Regions from separate parts of the Macaca mulatta genome. Here region 1 is linked to region 2. Evidence: chromatin contacts called from public Hi-C data. All regions are on one chromosome and are shown on one strand. Each heading gives the region's core, a stretch centred on a gene start, on an enhancer-like site or on the middle of the called end of the contact. The rest is flanking DNA. Distances are from core to core; before and after follow the strand shown.

What was found. A called contact is a pair of places that touch in the nucleus more often than the background predicts.
Region 1: a contact with region 2 is called in a Hi-C map of fetal cortical plate, with 2.5 times the contacts expected there. The contact joins the promoter of HSPH1 here to the promoter of USPL1 in region 2. A contact is called at or near these places in 3 of 14 Hi-C or Micro-C datasets (fetal cortex germinal zone, fetal cortical plate and liver).

What each region holds. Positions count from the first base shown.
Region 1 is chr17:10,999,781-11,003,258 of T2T-MMU8v2.0, reverse strand. It overlaps HSPH1 (heat shock protein family H (Hsp110) member 1), which reads left to right and starts at 1,443. Exons shown (of 16, transcript XM_077974163.1): 1 at 1,443-1,828. The coding sequence starts at 1,716.
Region 2 is chr17:10,473,146-10,476,432 of T2T-MMU8v2.0, reverse strand. It overlaps USPL1 (ubiquitin specific peptidase like 1), which reads right to left and starts at 1,612. Exons shown (of 11, transcript XR_013407854.1): 1 at 1,476-1,612. It also overlaps a transcript of HMGB1 not described here.

The sequences.
Region 1 (3,478 bases), core at 194-2,693, 530 kb before region 2:
TCTGTTTAGTGCTTTATATACAGTTTCCATCATTACATAAACACTATGAGGTGGAATATAGAAAGGCTTAGTAATTATCGCAAGGTCACGCAGCTCACAAATAAGAATAGCTAGGATTCAAGCCCATGAAGTCTGATTCCAGGAGGCCTCGTGCCCTTACAAGCTGTACTTTATATAAAACATCTTAGTAGAGTGCCAAGGATTTGAACCTGACCCAAATCTGTCTGGCTCCAAAGACTGAGAACTGTTCATGTCTCCTCTTCATACAGCAGTTAAAATGTGGGAAGCAGACCAAATAATCTCAAAGGTTCTTTCTCTTCAAAATTGCTATGTCTCCATGGATTTTATTACAAGGTTTTGATATGCAAGAAAAAGTTGGTGGGTGGGGGGTGGGGACAGAAACCAAGTTTTTGGGATGCATAACAAAAATAACTTACAGTTACAGCTAACTGTATGTCCAAATTTAAGAACACAACCCTGTGATAACTGTTATCGCTCCCATTTTAAAGGTGAGTTAACTGAAGCATGTTAAGTAAGCCACCTAAGTGGCCAGAAAACTAGCAAAAGCACACACAATTTACATGTAACATAAGCCTGGGCCTTTGTAAACCTGCCTCTGACTTAACCTACTTGTTTTGATGGACAAGGAGGAATTCTCACACTCTTTTAGATTTTTCTAACTTTAGGTTACAACCCCTTATTCAATTACACGCTTATCCAACAACACACTTGAACTGTGCTTATACTTCCACGTGCCTGACATAAGGTAAACTCAGGGATCAGAAGCAAACTTAAAAAGACATAAAAGGGTATAAAAGACCTGATAGTTATCAGCAACACAGTTCCACCTTTTCTTACCCTGTCTCTTCACTGAACAAACGTTTACGGGGACATCGCTTTTGAGGGAAAGAAAGAGAAACCGCTTCACATCAAACAAGAAGCAAAACTTACACACAGCACCAATTTATGACTAGGAGTGGCAGGGTAGAACAGCGTCGGCTTAAATCAGACGTATTAAAAATAAGCAGAAAGTGATACTGTGAACAGCCTGCCAAATGACGTCACAACTAAAAATCGCTTAAAAAAACCCAAAAAAACAAAAACCTGACATTTTACTCCACAAAAGATCATCCTGCTGGCTGATGAATACAAGAACACTTAACAAAACCCTTTTGCTTTTATTATAAGCGGTTTAAACTGGTGTTCCTTCTCCTAAGTCGTAACGCACCAGTTGTCCGGGTAATCCAGACAATAATAGAAGTGAATACAAAACAAACGAACAAAATGACGCTTATTGCCAGGGAACCCGCGCAAAGGCGCCAGACAGAACCCAGCCCAGCCTCTCCCGCGAGTCCCAGAAGACAAAGCCGGGTCCCAGCAAGCACTGCGACAAGGACTACACATCCCAGCATGCAAGGCGCACACTTCTCCCGGCCAGACTACGATTCCCAACATGCTCTCCGGACAGCTGGCCGGCCTCCCCACCATCCTGGTGTCTGGGGTCTCTGCAAAAATGGGGTCTCTCTCCGCCTGTTCAGCCTCCCTTTAGAGTTAAGGGTCGGGTACCATCTCCCAGTAGCAAATTGTGATTATTCCGAGTTTTGGAGTCATTTTTCGTTGCCTGTTTTATTAGGGCAGCAAAATGCCTTCGGCTAGGGCGGGAGTGGGCGGAGGCAGCCTTGAGCCAATGGCACGGGAGCGGCCCTGTCGCTGCCATGGCAACGGCCGCCGTTCTCGGGGGACCGGCCGCCCATTGGGTAGAATCTTTCCAGAAGGCTCGAGAAGAAGGAAGCGGAAGTGGCACGTGGAGGGGCCGGTGGAGGCGCCGGTGAGTAAATGCCGCAGATTCTGGAAAGTTCTGATCAGTGCGATACATAAGGCTGAGGAAGTGGGACCTCCCCTTTTGGGTCGGTAGTTCAGCCCCGGCGACGGTGTGCGAGCTGCGGCAGAGGCAGGCAACCGGAGGTGCGGAGCGACCCGCGGAGACTGAGCCCGGCTTTCTCCCGGGGCTTCTCGTCTGCCAGCCGCCGCTGTCATCCGGGAGTAGGAGGAGCCTGACAGGCCGGCTGTCCGTGTGTCCTTCTGAGTGTCAGAGGAGCGGCCAGACCCCGCGGGTCGGAGCCGAACGCGGCCGGGCAGAAAGCGGCGGCAGGAGGAGCAGGCAGGCGGCCGGAGGACGTAGACCCAGACCCGAGGCGGAGGCGGACCGCGAGCCGGCCATGTCGGTGGTGGGCTTGGACGTGGGATCGCAGAGCTGCTACATCGCGGTGGCCCGGGCCGGGGGCATCGAGACCATCGCCAATGAGTTCAGCGATCGGTGCACCCCGTAAGTGGGAGCCTGCGAGGGTGGATGGGAGGAGGTTCTGGGCTCTTAGTGTGGGGACCCCAAGCTGGTTGGCTACACCGATCTCCGCCGCAAACGGAGGCGTTTGGGCAGCGGCGCATCCCTCCGTGGAACTAGGGACCAGCGACCCGGCCAGAGGAGGGATGGGGGGCTTGCCACCACGAATTGGAGAAGGGATTGTCTCAGGGATTCACGGGGGCGAGAGGAGTCCCAGAGTGGAGACACCGGGTCGTCACTTTGTGCGGGCTTCCTACTGGGGGATTTCAAAACCTCCTGGGGGTCGGGCTGCGGCAGAGCCCGCGACTACGCTCCCTTGTCTTGGCAGGCTGCAGCCTGCGCCTTTCGCGGCCGCCCCCATATCCCCACCCGGCCTTTCTGAGCTGGCTGAGCCGCCTCCAGCTTGTCCTCCTCCCTCCGCGCATATCTTTGCGCACCGCGGAGCCGGGCTGCCGGGCTTTTTCTTCCGCATTGTGAATCTCGAAATGAATTGGAAGCTTCCAGAGCTTGTGTCGCTGCTTGTCCAGTGAGCAGGCGAACTGTTGTTAGCGACCACGGAAGCAGTCCTATGAAAGATCAGCCCACCTCTTTTTACCCAGTCTCTCCGTTGCTAACATTGTTGGCCTTAATGCCCGGGATCATTGTCGAAATATGTAAACGTTCTTGTTTTTGCTCTTTGCCATTCGTGAGGAATTGTAAACCGTATTTTTAAAATTAATTTTGCACAGTGTATGTAAAAGAATAAAAATTGCATACTTCTGGGCTAGAACGCCACAAGAGAATGGATGTCGTCACTGAACTAAATATTCTGTAGGAGCCTAGGGGTGGGCAAAGGGCAACACTTTAAAAAGCAAGTTTCGTGAAGGGATATTTTCGGACGAGGATATATACAAACATATCTGCATGTGCACTGATGAAAACAAATGCTTCCATCTCAAGGCAATTACTGTACCTAGTAATTTTTTTCAAATGTCCCAAGCCCAGGATGAAAAGTGCAAAGTGAAAACATTGAATCCAAAGGCAGAATGACTGGGCTAATACAATTATTTGGGTGCTGAGAACGTTTATGAAAGTTGAGTGGAAAATCTGAGGCAAAAATATTTGGCAGTGTTAGTAACGTTAGCAAGACTGTTTTGA
Region 2 (3,287 bases), core at 363-2,862:
TAGTAGGCTATGTACCTTGAATAAACTGTTTTTGATGAAAATTTCCAACTACCTGAGGGAACCTAGAAAACTTTTTCAAATCAAACGGTTTTCTCTTTGTCTCTCTCAATTATAAAATATAAAGGGCCTCCAAACTGCTCTCCTGATTCCGTCACCCAACATTTCAGCAGGAAAAAGACAGGCTGGTGGTTGAAATCCTGAATATATAGAATTCCCCAAAAGACAATTCATTTACTACCAGAGGTTTATTTGTCCATATGGGGGACATAAAAAAAATACCAGAGGTGAGCTCCCCAGGTCTTCTTCCAAATACAATTCACTTCGACTTAAATACAAAATCCTGGGGTGGATTTTACAACTTAATTTGACCCTAAGTAGCTGCTCTTCTTCCCTTCAAAAACAATCTGCTCCTCCTTCCCATATCTCACTTAAATGTGGGCGTCTCCATCCTTCGAAACACACAGGCTAGAAAGTCTGAGTTGTTCCCTATTCCTTATTTCCCTCACAGTAAGTCACCAAATTCTGTGGACAGTTCTGTGGAAAGGTCTCAAATCTCTACCTCTTTCCCTTCCATATCACTGTCAAAATGATGTCCCTGTAAGGTAAGTCTAAGCCTGTCAATGCTTAGCTTAAAATTCTCTATTTACTCCAGCCTGATTACAGCAAAGTCCGTCAAAACAGCCCAATATAACCTAGAGGTAGTACTATGACCTAAAGCTCACTGTACTGTGAAAACAACCCAGCTTTCCAGTTCTATTTTCCTCAGCTCTACTTCACCCCCAGCATCTTTCTTCTAATATCCACTTTTCATACTTCTGTGGGCCACTTATACTCCAGAAGCCTTAATGTGAATTATTAGCCAAGCATGAACCCAGTTATATAGCACAATGAACGTGTCAAGCTGGCCCTGGGAATCGTAACAAGTATGCAATTAAACTTAATTCACACTCCTGTGTGCAAAATGGAGAAACCCAGGGAAACAGCTGTTCGAAGAGGGGGCCTTATACCCACCCATTTGAGCTTGCCTTCCGAGAGCGAGTAGGCTCGGCACGTGAACCGTCAAGAGCGAGGCCACAACCCACCTGGAAGCCGAAGAACAGGGTCGGCTTTCTGCACCCAGCTCTGTCTGGTACCAAACCCAACTATTTTGAATCAGAGACGAACAGGACCAAAGGAGGGAAGTTTCAACACCCAACCTAAGAAGCCCCAAGAGGCGCAGGGTCCGTTAACCCTGCCCAACTCCACGCTCCTTGGAAAACGAAAACAAACTCTGGTTTCTCTTCAGCGTTCACCTCTCTGAGCCCAAACGGATCTGTAAGTCCAACTCTATACCTTAATCATCAATCTTTCCCACTTGAACCCCGTCCCAGCCTAGCCCATCCTTTCAGCGCGCCGACTACCCCATAGGTCATCACAGCTCTGTCTCTTTTCCCAATTTCGAGAGCGGAAAGAAACCCCTCCCTCTTCTCCGTTACCTGCCGCGGGCACTCCCCTTCTTGGTACCGGGTCGATCGGAACTCCTGTTCCAGCTTGATTTCCACCCTAGTTGCAACGTTCAACCCACGTTCCCCGCGGACTGCTCCTCCCCCACTCGCGTTTCCACTAGGAAGGCGGCTTCCGGCTTCAGTCCGCGGCAAAAGAGTCCTCCTTCCTGCTGCACGCAGGGCCTGAAAGAACGGAGGCGCGGCGGGGAAGGTGAAGACGTGAGCACTTCCGGTCGCGCTCCGCAGAGGCGTGGCTGTCCGCCCTGTGGCCGCAGACGCAGTTGCGACTGCGGCGACGAGCAGGGGCGGGGCCGGTGGTTGCTGAGCCCGCCATGTGTGAGTGGCTGGGTTTGGGGAGGCGACGTTTCTGGAAGCTGCTGGAAAGCGCCCGAGTGGCGGAGGTGGCGCCAGCGGCCAGGGGGTGGGGCGTGATTAAAACTAGTGCGCGGCCTGCTGCGGAGGGATTACGCTGAGGAAAGAGACCGGCTTCTGCGTCGCTGTTCCGTGGTCCGCGCGAGCGTGATCGGGAGCCGCTGGGCCCTGGGGTGACCCGCGGAGGTGGGAGAGGGAAGGGCTCCCGAAGCCGGCGGAGGTGCCATGGAGCCTCTCCGCCGGCGTGGCCTTCACAGCTGGGTCGCGCTGGGCATCCGTAGTCCGCTCTCCCAAAGCCTCGGTGGAGCCGAAGCTGCCACAGAGTGCATGTTCACAAAGGGTCATCACACACGGAGCTGCCCCTCCCTGTCTCCCTAGAGCCCATCTTCGAGGCCAGGGGCTTTTCTACCAGGATTCTGGGGTGTTTCTCCTCCTTTCCTCCCTCCCAGATCTTCTCACGGTAAGGGGAGCAGCGAAAGCACAGGGACTTTGCATTCCACGACCCGTTCTGACTAGTCAGCAGCCGTTCTGTCCCTGCTGCACTAATTCCAGCTGCCCTGCCTTGTTTTAACTTCAGAGAAAGGGGGAATTCTCATTTGATAAGTTTAAGCCTCTGCTTTCGTAGGAAGGTCATGTGGCTTAAGGGACATCGTGACCGCGTATGCTATTTCTGCCTGTGCATTCTAAATCTTGGGGGCAGCATATTCCAGAAGTCCTTTTGGTCGATTGGTTATGTGTCCTAGGATAACATTTTGTAGTTTCAGACCATTTCTTTACAGACTAACCACAATTGGTATTTTGGAGTGTGGGGTTTTTTAGTCGTCTCAAACTAAATGATTATATTCTGGAATAATGCTGATAATTTGGGTAGGGTGGTATGGAGGAAACAAGTCTCGTGTAGAATAAATTATTTAGTAAGAAGGATTTTAGTTTTTGGTACTTCTGAATGCAAATGGCCAAGGAATCCAGCAGAGTTTGTTGGGGTTTCTCCAGACAAAAATAGGCTGGTTAGTTTACCTTTTTCTGTTGCTTTACTAGATTATTAATGTATTTGTATATTTAAGATCTAGCTAGTTAGGTTTTTATGAATTGTGATTAAAATTGGAGAAAGTAGTACTTCCTCCTGAATAGCCAAAACTCAGAGGGTTGTTTTCTTGCTCACCACTGCTACTTCCATTTTTAGAATGGAATACACTATTTGTAAAAAACAGACTAGCTGAGTGTTAACTCATAAATTGAACAAAACAATTGGTTCAGTTAAAATATAGCTGAAATTGTAAGACTGCAAAATAACATCACCAAACTGAATTATATTTTTTAAAACATTGTTGTCTGCAAAGTTGAATTTTAGTCTTTTAGTGTAAATTTGATACTTTTTCAGAAAAATAATTAGTAACAGAAACAAAATGGAGGTGGGGCTTGAGTTGTAAA